Linked DNA regions of Mus musculus: regions 1, 2, 4 and 5 are each linked to region 3. Evidence: chromatin contacts called from public Hi-C and promoter capture Hi-C data. All regions are on one chromosome and are shown on one strand. The core of a region is the stretch at or near the end of the contact, and the rest is flanking DNA. Distances in the headings are between cores, read along the strand shown. Region 1 holds the start of Bcas1os2 (breast carcinoma amplified sequence 1, opposite strand 2). Region 2 holds the start of Prelid3b (PRELI domain containing 3B). Region 3 holds the start of Aurka (aurora kinase A). Region 4 holds the start of Ctsz (cathepsin Z). Region 5 overlaps Gm46781 (a long non-coding RNA gene).

Region 1 (2,700 bases), core at 143-2,642, 2.0 Mb after region 3:
TCCCACTGACATACTTCCTTCAGTAAGGCCCCACCTCCTGATCCTTTCCTCTGACACTTTGAGCGTCATCTCTCAGACTGAAGAGCAGCATCTAACACTAATCCCTCAGAATGCATTTGAGCTCCTGTAAGGTTTTCTTTGTCGTGCGTGTCTGGTATGTGTGCTTATATATGTTTGCCTGTACCTGTGCACATGTGCACCTGAGGCTGATGTTGAGAGTCTTCCTTACGTGTTAAGGGTGTGGTCTCTTGGTTGAACCAGGGGCTCTCAGATACAACTAGCCTATGTTAGCCAGGAATCCTGTTTCCACCTTCCTCCAGTGCACTGGAATCACAAATGGCCGCCATGCCCACCCAGCCTCTTGGGGTCTGGGCTCTGTCTTCACACCTGCCGCTTGCATGGAAGGTGCTTTAGCCACCCGGCCAGCTCCCGACCCGCCTCTCATGTTATCAGGATGAAGTGTTCTGAGCTGTGCTGTGCTCTGTGAGTGTGTGCTGTCTGCTAAGAGAACATCCCAGTTGATAGCGGTGCAGTTGGGAGTCCCCGCTTCCTGAGCAGCTGGGAGGAGATGATACTAACCAATGAGCGCGCATCCTCACGTCACGTGGGAGTTTGAGCGCACCAGCACAGTTTGTGGCCAGTTAGAGCACAGCTCAGAGCCCCCTGAGGAGCTTGTTAAACACGGGTGGCTGAGCCCCAGGCCCAGAGTTTCTGATTCTGTGGATCTGGATCTAAGCAGATGTGAAGAACTTACATCTCTCTAACGAGTCCCCTGGTGAGTCTGGTGCCTCTGGGCCTGTGGCCACACCTTTGGAACCGGTTGCTTAGCTCACCTGGTTGAAGGAATCAAAGATGCAGATTTGACTAGGTACCGCCCTGTTGAGGAAGCCACTGGCTCTAGGGGGCGCTAAAGGATGGAGGATGGGTGCTCATTAACTCAACTCTCCTCCACTGCCTAAAAGTAGCAAAAAAAAAAAAAAAAAAGTTAGCAGGCAAGTTCATTCATTTATTCATTCATTCACTCATATCTCTAACCTCCTTTTCCTTCCAACATTACTTTCTTCCCCTCCTTCTTCTGAAAGAGGATCTCATTTAGCCTAGGCTATCTCATAGTCCTACTGCCCCCGCCCCTAAATGCTGGGTTTACAAGTGTTTTCCTGGGGAGACAGGAGCAAATGTCTATTTAGCTCATATATAATTTTTATTTCATTTATTTGTTTGATTGATTGTTGTTCCTTCGGGACGCTAATACTTGAATTCAGCAGACTCTGATGACACAGCCCCAGCTCTCCGAGTGACCCCTTTCCATTCCTGTCTGTATCCTAAATATCAAGGATAAATGAGGGGGGTTCACCGTCGTCATTGTCATCGTCGTCGTGCGTGCACCTGTGCACCGTTGCTGTGGTTACTGAAAGGATACTGTCTGTTTGTTGTTGTAGTCAGTGAGATCGAGCGAAGGGATCCCCCGCTCGGAAGAAAGTAACGTGAAAGACTCCAGCTGCCAAGTAAGTGACCGTGAACTCAGCCTGCGGGCAGGTTCAGCCTCGCGACCTGGAAGTTCATATCCACTTGTGAAACATTGCCTGGTTAAGCACCCACTGTATACCCAGCAGTATTGGGCTCTACAGACATGGTATGGGGCGAGTCCTCAGCGCTTCTCTCTCCATGTAGAAAGTTTCTTCCCAGACTTCCAGTGTTAGCAGAAATGTCACCTCCTCAAAGAGCTCCTGTGCCCCGCGGTCATCCCTGTCATAGAGTTTGCTCCCTTCTTGGTGCTGTAACAATTCTCATGTCTCTCCTGATCCTTCCCACCCATGTCTGGAACATTGTAGAGCAAGCAGGTGCTTCTAGGTTTCTCTCATCTTCTGTGGTGTCTGGCACAGAGACTTATTAGATCAACAATGCTCATCTCCTTGCTTTCTTTACTATTGACAAACAGAACGCTTGACATCTGTGCAGGTGCCTTCCTTTAAAAATGAGACCATGGGCTGGGTGGTGGCCCGCAGCCCTCTTCGTACAGGGTTTGCCTCACACATGGGAAGCCCTGGGCTCCATCCTGGCACTGCATAGAACCAGGCATGGTAGCACACGCCTGCAATCCCAGCACTTAGGAGGCAGAGGGAGGAAAATTAGCTGTTCAACATCATTACTAACCCCCTATTTTATAATACAGCACTCTTTTAATTTAAATAGATACTTCCATAAAAAATATCAGAGCTCTTTTGTTAACTTTAATAATACAAAGAAGTGCTTAAAAGCCTGTGTTTTAGACTCAAAGGGACTGGGTCTGATCCTGGCTTAAAGGGTTTTTCTGTTTGCTTGTTTTTATGGATTTTTTTGCTATAGTTGTTTGGAAAGATTGCCAATCTCCCAGTCCCTCAGTTCCCTTACCTAGGAGGATGTAGGGGACGCAGACTCCATAGAGCAAGCGTCCTGCCTAGATGAATCAGTACTGGGCAAGCACTAGGAACACTCCTGGTGTGGAGGCTCAATAAACAATTTAATGTCAGGGTAGGCTGCCAGAGCGAAACGCCATACAGTGAGTGACTCAAACCACAGGAATTTCTCTCACACGTTTCTGTTGGCTGGAAAGGCTACAAGCAAAGTATTGGCGAGGTTCTCTCCCTTGCATGCAAATGGCTGCCTTCCACCTTGCAGGGGAAACGGGAGGAAAGAGGAGGAACGAGGGAAGAAGAGTGC
Region 2 (2,700 bases), core at 167-2,666, 2.1 Mb before region 3:
CCAGTAATACACAGCACTAACTTCACATCTTAACAAAGGCTGGGGCCCTCTCAGCAGCCCTTAAAACATTATCTCCCCAAGAAATCACTCAAAGTACTGAATATATATATATATAATCCCCCAGGTAAAACAAATTACACTTAGCAGCTACCAACCATATTATTTCCTTCCTGTCTAATATAATTTTTCTATCTTTTAAAATATAAACTGCTTTGGCTATTTTAAAAAAAAAAATGATCCACCCTCCTAAATTAACCTGGCTTTATTTGTTTTTAACAATTGAACAAACTAGGGACAAAGGGTAATTCTAAGTAGCTCTTTAAGTACCGAGATGCAAAGATTTTCCTCCAACTGTCATTTCAAAAGGCAAATTGTTCTGTCGGGAGGCACAGGATGCGGGGAACAGGGTGCGCAGAGGTGGGAAGCTACACCTGAAACCCAAGCCAAGCAGTTCGTCCATCTTACCCGGCACATCTCTGAATAGAACCACATGCCATCCGCTCCTGCCCCCTCACTTCTTAGTCATTCTCTCACGAATGTCATCTGTAATTATTAGGTACAGGGAGGAAATCACTGAACAAGCCTAGCAAGAGCCTCACCCTCACGTGCCTACAGACTAGAAGTCAAGCAGATAAACTAAATGGCCTAATTAATTCATTCCTCAAATAACTATTTCATTTTCAATAACCTTTAAACCCCTGCTATCCAGAGGTGCTGAGTGCCATGATGGAGACAGGCCAGGGCTGGCTTTCTGGGGGATGACTTACAATGGGAGCTAACAGATAAACAAGATGACTCCAGAGTGGTAATTGCTGAGGAATATGTAACAGGAAGTTGTGGAGGCACAGGAGGGCGTGGGCATCACTGAGAAATGGTGATGGAGATGACCTATGACCGTAGAGCAATTGGTCCAGCCCTGTCTGGGTGGCCTGTTCCACCAAGGGTAACCAACCCTGGGCTGGCAAGGGCACGGGTGCTGATTGAAACCACCCCTGTCCCGCCACCCCACTGCTTAGATTGAAGAGGTGGGACTAACTCTCTAAGACCACACCACAAAACCGTACTCTGGCAAACGCCGCCAGGCTCAGCCACATCCAATGAGAACTTTAGACACATATCAGCAACCCGCCAAACCAGCCAAAAAGTCCCGCCGCCAAGGCCCGCGCATGCGTAGTGCGGCGCCGGCCGGCCGCCTCACTTTTCGGCTCTGCGCCGGCGCACTGAGCCTTCACGAAGGAGGGACTTGATTGCGCCGAGCATGGGGGGCGGGGCTTGGTTGCTCTGAGCCAAGAAGACTGGGCAGGACTGCGCCGCGGGGCGGAGCCAAACCCGGCTTGGCTAGGCCGCGGGATGGCACTTCCGGGCGTCCTAGCGCCTGGCTCGACGGCGCCTGCGCGCTGCGAGGCCGGCCGGCCGGGACGGGGCGGGGCCGGCGAACTTCTGTGCCTCACTGTCCCCGGACACTGAGGGACACCGGGCAGGCAGCTGGCACCATGAAGATCTGGACTTCGGAGCACGTCTTTGAGTGAGTGTGGGTGCGGCGCCCGCCTCCGGCGCCCTCGGGGAACTTCCTGGCGTCGGGTGTAGCGAGACAAGCGGAGCTCGGGACTCGGGGGGATCGCCAAGGTCACGACCCCGACCCGAGCTAGGGCTCCCTGTCCCCAGGCCTGGGAATTCCTCCCACACCGTCGCCACTGACGGAAGACAAGAGCGGGCCGTCGAGCCTGATCCGGAAGTGACTCCAGGGGTCACAGAGCACGAGGCCCGAGGGCTTCACAGGGTTTTGGGGTGTCCTGAGCGCCGACGTATCCAGGGTATCCTGGAGTTTCCTGACTGATACCTGACAGACTCACCGGGACCTGACTGAACCCCGACGGCTTGTGGTGGCTGGAGTGCCCTGACTGATACCTGACAGACTCACGGTGTCGTGGCTGAACCCCAGTGATGGCATGATGGCCTGAGTGACCTGGGTTGTTCTGACTGAAATCCCCCATGTTATAGCGCCCCTCACCCCCACGGACATCTAGAAAGCTGGCCACCCACGTGGAGTGTCTTCCTGTTGGTCTCAGCTCATGCTACCATGATGCCAAACATTGATGACAGTCAATCTGGAGAGCAGATCTCTTGATTTCTTGATCAAGATCTCTTGATCTAGAGACCAGGGCCTGCTCTTGCAGATAATTTGTCACCTCTGTTTCCTATTCCTCTCAGCCATGACAGCTGACTGATAGCCAGTGTCTGCTATCACATCCAGTCACAGCTTTATGGTTCTCTGAACTTATAGTGGGAAACAGGATCAGAGTCAGTGGGGTGTTGGGAATTATACCACCCAGGTTCATGGTGCCACACACAAGAACAACAGAGCTTTCTACCTAAATAACTGGTTTACGCCTTGTTCCAGCCCTCCTTTCTGACTGATTTATTGTGCTCTATTCTACAATGTCATCTTGTCATAGTTATTGTTGACTTACATCCGAAACCACTTCCAGATGATCTGAGCTCCTTCACTCACTTGGCCAATGTTGCCACACTGTTTTAATAGTATAGCTTTATGGTGCCTTTTAATCTACAAATGCCAATCCTGATTACTGAGGGTAATTGTAAAAGAAGTTTTACATAGTAGATCATATCTGAGTACCTGCTGTGTCCCAGAAAGGACAAACTACTAGAACTAGAAGGGACTCTCAACGTTTGTACCAC
Region 3 (2,700 bases), core at 73-2,572:
CTGGCAGATGCGGTGCCAAGCACCTAATTAGCATCCAATCACTAAACGAAGCTATTCAATATATTCGTGTTCATTAGAAAGAAATGGGGGCTGGAAAGATGGCTCAGTGGTTAAGAGCACTGTCTGCTCTTCCAAAGGACCTGGGTTCAATTCCCATGGCGGCTTACAACTGTCTCTAACTCCAGTTCCAAGGGGCCTGCCACCTAGACACCAATGCATGTAAAATAAAGCTAAATAAGTTTTTTTTTAAAAAGAAAGAAATGAATACAAATCTACCCCTGCATAAGATATTGGGACACAACAGAGGGTGAAATGTGTTCTAAGAATCTAGGGCACCCGTTCAAGTTAAGCCCTCCCCTTCCCCTCAAAGTTGAGGGGGAGCCTGCACACTCCAGAGCCCAGAACTTAACCATTTGACCTATCATCTTTACTCCTGTCAGGAAACATCTGGGGTTGTATCACGACATTTAAAGAAAACGGGGGTGGGAGAAGGAGGTTGAGCCTTTACTTAACTCCCCGCTTAACTTCCAATGGGACACAGATAACTTATATCCTTCCCGGAGGGGACACCGAGGCACGAGACCGGAGGAGCTCGCCCCCGGAAAGCTAACACCGGGGAATGCAGGGGGCCCAAAGCGAAGCCGCGCGACCACTTCTGCTCAGGGCGGAATTCCGGCTTGGACCCACCGGGACCGAGGCCCTTTGAGAGCCGGGGTGCAGGCCGGGCCGGCCAACTCTAGGACACGGACTTGGGGCGAGCGGCCTCCTGCCATCCTCTCCGTTAGCCCCGGTCCTTCACGTGATCCACTACAGACCCTAGCCAACCACACTAGCCCGCTTCCTTACGCCCCCTTGACCCCGTACCCGCAGATCAGGGTCTCGGTCTCCCGCTCTCTTCTAGAAAAATGGAGGAGCGAATCGTGCCCGATCGATCGCTCGGAGTGCACACCCAGTGCGCACGTGCAAAGGGCATGCAGCCGAGCGCCGAGCATCCCTGCTCCCTCGCAAGTCTGCCCTTCTCGCCATCTTACTCACTGGCACGTTCGAGACGCTCATTCACCGTCTCCGAACTAATCACCTCCGCGACTGCCTTGAATCCAAAGGGCTGTGTGTGACTGGCGAACGCCTGATCCTGGGGAGCACGGCGGGCGATAGAACGGCCGCAGATCGGACGGGCCGTTGGTGCACCACTTCCGGGCTCCGACAGCTCAGTGCGCCTGCGCCCAGCTACGGCAGGGAACGAGCTTCCCATAGTCGCGTTTACGGTGAGCCAATCACAGAACGGCATTGCTCCGGCTCTAGCCAATCAGCTCTTGGAGTAGAGGGTTTGACTCCTATTTTAAAAGGAGAACCTTTGAATTGTAACGGCTGAGCTACCGGGATCGCTTGGAGGCTTCGGTCGGGAGCAGGTTCCTGCCTGTGAGTTGGAAAGGGACATGGCTGTTGAGGGCGAGCCTGGATGCTGCAAACGGATAGGGAAGGCTGTGTGGCGTCGGGGTAATGGACTGTCTCAGTGGGTTTGCATTCTGTTTAAGAAAGGTCCAGACGTTTAAGATTTCCCGGCTTGGTTTTAGGTTCTTGTGGGAATGGGGATCCAGACCATCAGCTAACCGAGTAATTTGCAAACCGATGGTGGATGCGGGAACTGCGGCTTATTGGGGACTGCTTCGGGTGGAGAATCAGAGTCTAAGTCGACTCGACGAGTCTGTGGATGAACGGGAGTTCCCTCGTAGAGTGCCCAGGACTGGTGCTGCTCTTCCCGCAGCCTTCTGAGCAGTTTATGTCGGGACTACTTGAGGGTCTGTTTCAAAGCGCAGACCCGCTAAAGCTCAGTTTGTAGAATATTCCAGAAGTTTTAGGATTGAACACTGCCTTCGTGGTGGCCGCCGCTGTTTATTCCAACAGTAAGGTGGTGGAGGCAGGATCAAGTCAAAGGTCATCCTCAGCTACACAGTAGGTCCGAAAAACCAGCCTAAATTACATCCACATACGTCCCTACCTCAACACCTCCATCCCCACCACACACACACACACACACACACACACACACACACACACACCTAAATGTGTGGTTGCTTACATCAGCAGTCTGAGGCAGGAGGTTAGCCTTCGATTTAAGGCCAGCCACAGCTAATAAGTGAGAGCCTGTCTGGGGATGTAGTTCAGTTAGTAGGGTGCTTGCCTAGCCAGCCCTGGATTCCATTCCCAGCACTTGGAACCCCGAGGATGGTGATGACCTCTGTGGTCCTAGCACTGCGGAACTGCAGGCGGGAGGATCAGGAGTTCAGAGTAATCCTCCACCGTATAGCATGCTCAAGGCCAGCCTGGGATCCATGGAACTCTTGTCTCTACCACAAACATAAAGGTTAGGTGTGGTCTTGCATTCTTTTAATCCCAGCCTTTTGGAGGCAGAGGGAGGAACTCGGTGAGTTCAAGGCCAGCTTGGTCTACCTACATAATGAGTTCCAGAACAGCCAGGACTACCCAGGGAGACCCTGTCTCAAAAAAAAAATCCAAACCTAACAAACAAATCCTGGCTCCACTGCAAATACAGGAAATAGAAACCTCTTAGGGATAAGACCCTGGTGTAGCTATTATGGGAAAGCTAAACTGCAGGGCTGGTTATTAACCTTGGTCTGGGGCCCAGGAGTGTGAGGTAGCTGCAACTGCAGTCCTTTGCTCAGGGCTTCTGCCTCCTGC
Region 4 (2,700 bases), core at 93-2,592, 2.1 Mb before region 3:
AGCACACTGAGTACACACTCTCCCGATAAACGCTGCTGCCCTATTGTGCTCTTCACTAGACCTTGCCTGTGGGATGCCATAGAATCGCCAAGACCAATTGTCCCCTTCCTGCGAGAGAGAGCCCATGTGGAACCCACGTGGGAGGCGACACTCCCCCAGAGTGGACCGAAGGGCTCTAAGGTCAATGCATGGTCACTACTGGGGAGAACTGGCTTAGGGAACTCAGGTCTCTGCCTGGGCCTTGGGAGGCCCTCATTCCTACCAGGCTACTTACCACCCAGCAGAAGGGAGAGGTTGCCATGACCCCCCAGGATGAAAGATTTCAACATACAGATGCCAGTGTTCATTTGCCTCCGTGACTACTTTATAGCAACAGGGAACAAAACTCTTGCGTTGTTAAGGGTAGCCCCAAGTTTGCTTCTGAGGTCTTGTTCTGCTCTCTGACAGGAGGTATCCAGCAGGCTTTTGAGTCTTGTTGGAATCCTGGGTGATCTGGAAAGGCAGGCAGCAAGACAGCCATTATGATTTCTGACTGCCCCTATCCACAGACAGAGGAATGGCTGTAGCCCCACTGGCCATCGCGCATCAGGAATCTCACACCCACCACCTGGAGAGAGCCTGAGATAAAACACCAGGGGATGTTTCTTACAGAAGAAGAGATAGCTTTGTGGCCTGGGACTGCTGACAATAGCTCACGGGGCACAGGGGGAAGGGGAAATTCTCCCATTACGAAACCTAGGCTGGCCAGGTCCCACTTCTTTCTCAGTTCCTCATCTTGGAAGAGTCTGGTTAGCAGGGACCCTTTCCAGAACCCCAGGGACTCACGATATATGTGCCAAGTGAAAAAAAAGAAAAAAAAGAAAAAAGAAAAGAGTAATCCTGGAAGGATCCTTCTCTGTGAAGGAGAGCTGTCTCTTCAGGAAAAGCCTGGGTCTTGGGGGGTGGAGAGGAGGGGCTCAGAAAGCCAGGCTAGAGTCCAATGCTGGGTATGACCCACACCTTCTTCCAGCCTCAGGATATCTCTGTGCGCTCCTAGGGAGACCTAACCTAATGGGACACTGCACCACACTCCAGAGCAGAGAAACAAAAGAATCTGGGCTGAGTGGGCCAATGGAAGCCTGCTGAGCCCTACCCTGCTCCAGGATGCCTGGGTCTCTGAATAGTAAACTTAAGTTTTGCTGTCAGTCCGTGTTATCACAATGGCTGGTGGCACTGTCAGGTCTGGGGTCTGGTTGTGTGACCCCAGGTTCTGCTGATCCGGTTGTTTGATTCCTAGTGAGGCAGATTATCTCCTGGGGGCTGCCGAGCGGGGCGGGGCGGGGGCAGGAGCAGCGGGGAAGGCCCCGCCCTCGGGGTGTGTCCAACTTGGGCGCCTCCTAAAGGACCGGGCGGGGCGTCCCGAGCGCGTGGGCCTGCGGGTCGGGTCAAGAGGTCGAAGGTGCTGCGCGTGATCCAGGATCCGAATTGGCCCGGAGCAGGAGCATGGCGTCGTCGGGGTCGGTGCAGCAGCTGCCCCTGGTGCTGCTGATGTTGCTGTTGGCGAGTGCGGCACGGGCCAGACTCTACTTCCGCTCGGGCCAGACTTGCTACCATCCCATTCGCGGGGACCAGCTGGCTCTGCTGGGGCGCAGGTGGGCGCGGGGCTGTGCCTAGGGAGGAAAAGGGTCAACTTCTAGGCCAGGCGCGCACCCCCTGACACTTGGGACCTTGCCCCATCCTCCCTCATTAGGCCTGGGAAGCACAAATCCCATCCCTTCCTTTTGGGATGATTTTCACATCCGGGGAGCTCTGGGGTTTGCTGGTTTGGGCAGTTCTCGCCTCTACTGCCTTTGTTAGTGAGCATTAGCGTATTTCGGAGATGCTCTGTCACATTCAGCTTCCAATAGTCCTGGGTTCTGCTGGTGGCTCTTCTGGGTCAAGTTCTGAACCGACCACAGTTTGGGAAGAAGGCCAACAGGAGAAATGACTGGATTTGTGGCCCTGGTGGGGGTAGGGAGAGGGGAGGCCCTATGCGTTCCAGAGTTGGTTTCCATTGCCATGATGTCCTCCCAGGACTTATCCTCGGCCGCATGAGTACCTGTCCCCAGCGGATCTCCCCAAGAATTGGGACTGGAGAAATGTGAACGGTGTCAACTATGCCAGCGTCACCAGGAACCAGCACATCCCACAGTACTGTGGTTCCTGCTGGGCCCACGGCAGCACCAGTGCCATGGCAGGTAGGTGGCCTGGCGCTCCATGCTAAGCCTAGGGCAGGGCCAGTATCTTGGCCAGGTGGGTGGCTGCACTTCACCATCCAATCTACCTTTAGGTGAGCCATGATAGCCATAGCCCGGGGCTACAGGGGCCCATGGCCCTGTACCATGATTCAGACTTGGATTTCCCCTCAGCCAGAGTGAGGTGGCTGTGTCATTCTGGAGTTCTCTCCTGTGGGCCTACTAGGGCCTCTGTGGGACAGGCTTGGGCTGGAATCTGGTGACAAGTGGCTCCCAGGAACCTTCCCTTCCTCAGAACTTGTGACTTCAGCCATTGAGAACCATGGGACCGGTGTTGCAAAATCACTGAGTTCACAGTTGGTTTGTGGGGCGTGGAAGTGAAACTGCTTCTCAGTAGCAGCTGGCATTTGAGGTGAACATGTTCCCCAGTACGAAATGGCCCCCCCAGCTCTCTTCTTCGAACCTTAGCCTGGCCGCCCAAGAGTCA
Region 5 (2,700 bases), core at 70-2,569, 2.2 Mb before region 3:
AGTACACAGCATTAGCCGCAGGGCCAGGTATAGCATCAATGCTAATTGTAGTATTGTTGAGAAAAGGATTATCCTCCAAGGACTCTCTCTGGTCCTAGGGCATCTCAGTAGACACAGTCCCAAGGGGATGCTTCCTTCTCTCCATAGAGCAACACCAAAGCTTTGGAGGAGGTTATCTGAGGAGACAGGAGCCCTGTGGCTTGCTGGGAATACACAGATCAAGGTGGCAGGTCACGCACACATCACCACGCCCCATAGCCTCATGTATCCACCTCCACACCAGCCCCCTCACATCCACATCCGAGAAGAGAGAACACGAGAACTCGGGTGTGCACTCACCCCAGCCCACGTGCGCTGGGAACACAAGGGGCTATCAACCTGTTACCCTTGCCCCTGTTAGAAGCCCATGGGCAATGGGGGACTGCTCATGGATCTCCCACCTAGGTGAGCCTGCCAGGAGGGCCAAGTGTATTTGCATATAATTTGCATGTGTTGACACAACCCTTCCCATCTCTGCACAGAGCTTTCCCAAGCTAACCTGTTATTACTGCCTCTCTGAAGTTGGCGCCGCCGCTCGCCCACCCACTGCCAGTGAGTACTACGCATGGAGACGGTCTAGGAGCTGGCAGATCAGATCAGATCACTTCAGCAACTCGCACAGCCTCACAGCCTCAGTTTCTCCTCTGGACAATGCATACCAAGACAGCTCTGTACAAAAACTCCCGATGTAAAATGTCCAGAGTGAAGTATTGCTTGCATGGAGGGAGCTCTTGATTTGCAGCACAGGGCTCAGAACGGCCTCTGGGTGAAGAAGTCGGTTCCCTAGGCCTCAGTGACTAGTTGTCACAAACTCAAAACTACAGGACTCTTAGTTAAATTGATATTTCCTGGGAACAGTTGAGTAGTGTTTTAGGAAGAACTGCTTCTATACGACCTTCTTGTATCAAGACAATAGTCACTGTTTAATTGAAATTTAAAATTTAGCCGGGTGTCCTAGATTTTTATCTAAACGCCTTACCTGGGGCCGAGGCCAGGGGGCTCCTGTCATTACTAATATCCTGTTTTCTTACTGTTCTTACAAAGCTCTGGGGGACATGGTCTCTGTTTCCCAAATGTCCTGCTTCCTACTCTCGGATAGGAAGCAGGGGGGGCAGGAGGCTTCATGTGAGGTGAATTGAGAATTGTTGAGGGGGAGGGGAGGGAACACATGCTTCCTAATCTAGGTACAAAGCTAGTCTGTGCTCCCCTCTACTCTCTGTGAAGAGACTGGGCGGTTATCACTGTGAACGTGAGGCCCATGCTTCCTGTGGTGAAGAGCGCGAGTGTTTTCATCAACAGAACTGGTTTCTAGGGCCTCCTCACAGGATGTGAGGCCTGTGGCAGGTCACAGAGGAAGAGGCAAGCTGTGGCAGGGGCTACAGCTTGGGGCGGGAGGGCTGGTGGTGGAAGGGGGCTGCATGTGGGCCAGGCTGTGTCAGTCCAGGGGCTGGAGCAGGAATCCAGCCCCATGGTTATCTACAGAGAGCTCTCCGTCAGGCTGCATTCTGCTTTCCTTGATTCATATTCGGTATGATGCTAGACTTACTCCATTACAGTCTTTAAGTCTTTATCTAAGCTAGGCACCATGCAGGATGGGGCAGAGCTCAGCATCTGAGGTTAAGCCCCAGTTCTACTGGCTCCTCAGAGCCATGACTGAAGGAGCCAGGGATGGAAGTGTGGCTCAGTTGGTAGAGCGCTTGTCTAGCATGCATCAGGCCCTGGGTTTGTGATCTGCAGAGTGCATAGCACACCTGTCATCCCACCATCAGAAGGTGGCAGCAGGAAGATCAGACTGTCTAGGTCATTCTCAACTATGTAGCACGTTCCGGACCATCCTAGGCTACCTGAGAACCAGGAAAGACTAGAGAACGCCCGTCAAGCTTGCCTATGAGCCATGTGTGGTAACTAGGGAGAGCTCTGCATCTAAGGGCTTTGCCAGGACAAGCTTTTCACCCTGGGGAACAGGGACACTATTAGAAAACATGTGGCTCACCCAAGAGTGACAGTTTCCTTCGAGATTTGTGAAGAAGAGGAATTGTACGGTAAGACCAGAGGATAGATCATGGAGTGTATTGAGAGATAAAAATCCAAAACTTAAAACACAAGACTCCACATTCTTCCCATAAAGTAGCACTGGGCAGGCCCCACCCTTCGGGCAAGTTGCAAAGATGACGTAACACAAGGCATCACTTTTCCCTGCCCCCACCACCTTCATGAGACAGATCTTCCTTCTGGGAACATATGTTTCCACCATGTCTGCTTCCATGTGAATGGTTAAACCCTAAGCATCCACAGCAGCTGGGGCACTGAAGTAACCCCTTGGGCTCTCACAGGTTGCTAATGGCATGCTATGGTCAGACCTCCAACAGAGGCCAGGCACCTCGAAAAACCATTTTCCTCTTGGCTTCACCAAGATGTAACTGTGTACCTGTGGTTCAAGTATGGCTAGCCTAGAAGGGACCAGAGGATTTCATAACTAATGGAGACCTGTCCTTCGCATCTGTCCCTCATGAACAGTGTGCCCCGCCTATAGCATCCATCTAGCCCCCTTCTCCTAGGTCGAAGGTGCTTCAGAGGAGGACTGAAAGAAAGTGGCCAGGGAACTTGAGGTGTGTAGGGGCTAAAACACACTCAGGCCTATGAATCTACAGTGATATAGCT

The links. Promoter capture Hi-C pulls out the DNA fragments that hold promoters and counts their contacts. A called contact is a pair of places that touch in the nucleus more often than the background predicts. Capture Hi-C pulls out chosen DNA fragments and counts their contacts.
Region 1: a contact with region 3 is called in a promoter capture Hi-C map of liver. The contact joins the promoter of Bcas1os2 here to the promoter of Aurka in region 3. A contact is called at or near these places in 3 of 39 promoter capture datasets (the 3T3-L1 cell line and hippocampal neurons), 2 of 115 datasets of contacts at active chromatin or transcription factors (astrocytes and large pre-B cells) and 1 of 9 other capture datasets (liver).
Region 2: a promoter capture Hi-C map of pre-B cells shows a contact between it and region 3, with 7 times the contacts expected there. The contact joins the promoter of Prelid3b here to the promoter of Aurka in region 3. A contact is called at or near these places in 5 of 39 promoter capture datasets (erythroid cells, liver, neutrophils and 1 more), 4 of 484 Hi-C or Micro-C datasets (B cells and the G1E-ER4 cell line) and 2 of 9 other capture datasets (adipose tissue and liver).
Region 4: a contact with region 3 is called in a promoter capture Hi-C map of liver, with 3 times the contacts expected there. The contact joins the promoter of Ctsz here to the promoter of Aurka in region 3. A contact is called at or near these places in 3 of 39 promoter capture datasets (liver and pre-B cells) and 1 of 115 datasets of contacts at active chromatin or transcription factors (bone marrow-derived dendritic cells).
Region 5: a Hi-C map of CD8 T cells shows a contact between it and region 3, with 4 times the contacts expected there. The contact joins the enhancer-like site here to the promoter of Aurka in region 3. A contact is called at or near these places in 1 of 39 promoter capture datasets (pre-B cells), 1 of 484 Hi-C or Micro-C datasets (CD8 T cells), 1 of 115 datasets of contacts at active chromatin or transcription factors (large pre-B cells) and 1 of 9 other capture datasets (liver).

The regions. Positions count from the first base shown.
Region 1 is chr2:170,355,053-170,357,752 of GRCm38.p6, reverse strand. Bcas1os2 (breast carcinoma amplified sequence 1, opposite strand 2) reads right to left here and starts at 1,392. Exons shown (of 8, transcript NR_040610.1): 1 at 1,355-1,392; 2 at 834-955. Bcas1 (breast carcinoma amplified sequence 1) reads left to right here. Exons shown (of 13, transcript NM_029815.2): 11 at 1,440-1,505.
Region 2 is chr2:174,471,657-174,474,356 of GRCm38.p6, reverse strand. It overlaps Prelid3b (PRELI domain containing 3B), which reads left to right and starts at 1,416. Exons shown (of 6, transcript NM_025531.2): 1 at 1,416-1,525. The coding sequence starts at 1,494. It overlaps Gm38546 (a long non-coding RNA gene), which reads right to left and starts at 1,346. Exons shown (of 2, transcript XR_867090.2): 1 at 768-1,346; 2 at 248-543.
Region 3 is chr2:172,369,192-172,371,891 of GRCm38.p6, reverse strand. It overlaps Aurka (aurora kinase A), which reads left to right and starts at 1,322. Exons shown (of 9, transcript NM_001291185.1): 1 at 1,322-1,419. It overlaps Cstf1 (cleavage stimulation factor, 3' pre-RNA, subunit 1), which reads right to left and starts at 889. Exons shown (of 6, transcript NM_024199.2): 1 at 865-889.
Region 4 is chr2:174,437,681-174,440,380 of GRCm38.p6, reverse strand. Ctsz (cathepsin Z) reads left to right here and starts at 1,342. Exons shown (of 6, transcript NM_022325.5): 1 at 1,342-1,631; 2 at 2,053-2,216. The coding sequence starts at 1,483.
Region 5 is chr2:174,601,095-174,603,794 of GRCm38.p6, reverse strand. It overlaps Gm46781 (a long non-coding RNA gene), which reads left to right. Exons shown (of 2, transcript XR_003953979.1): 2 at 522-983. It also overlaps a transcript of Zfp831 not described here. Among named protein-coding and RNA genes, the nearest start is that of Gm46781, 4.6 kb to the left of the region's middle. Within about 2 kb of position 1,319, at least 105 of the 459 cell types and tissues checked have an H3K27ac peak or open chromatin away from gene starts, as enhancers often do. A contact at or near this core is called in CD8 T cells and pre-B cells, where this site is marked.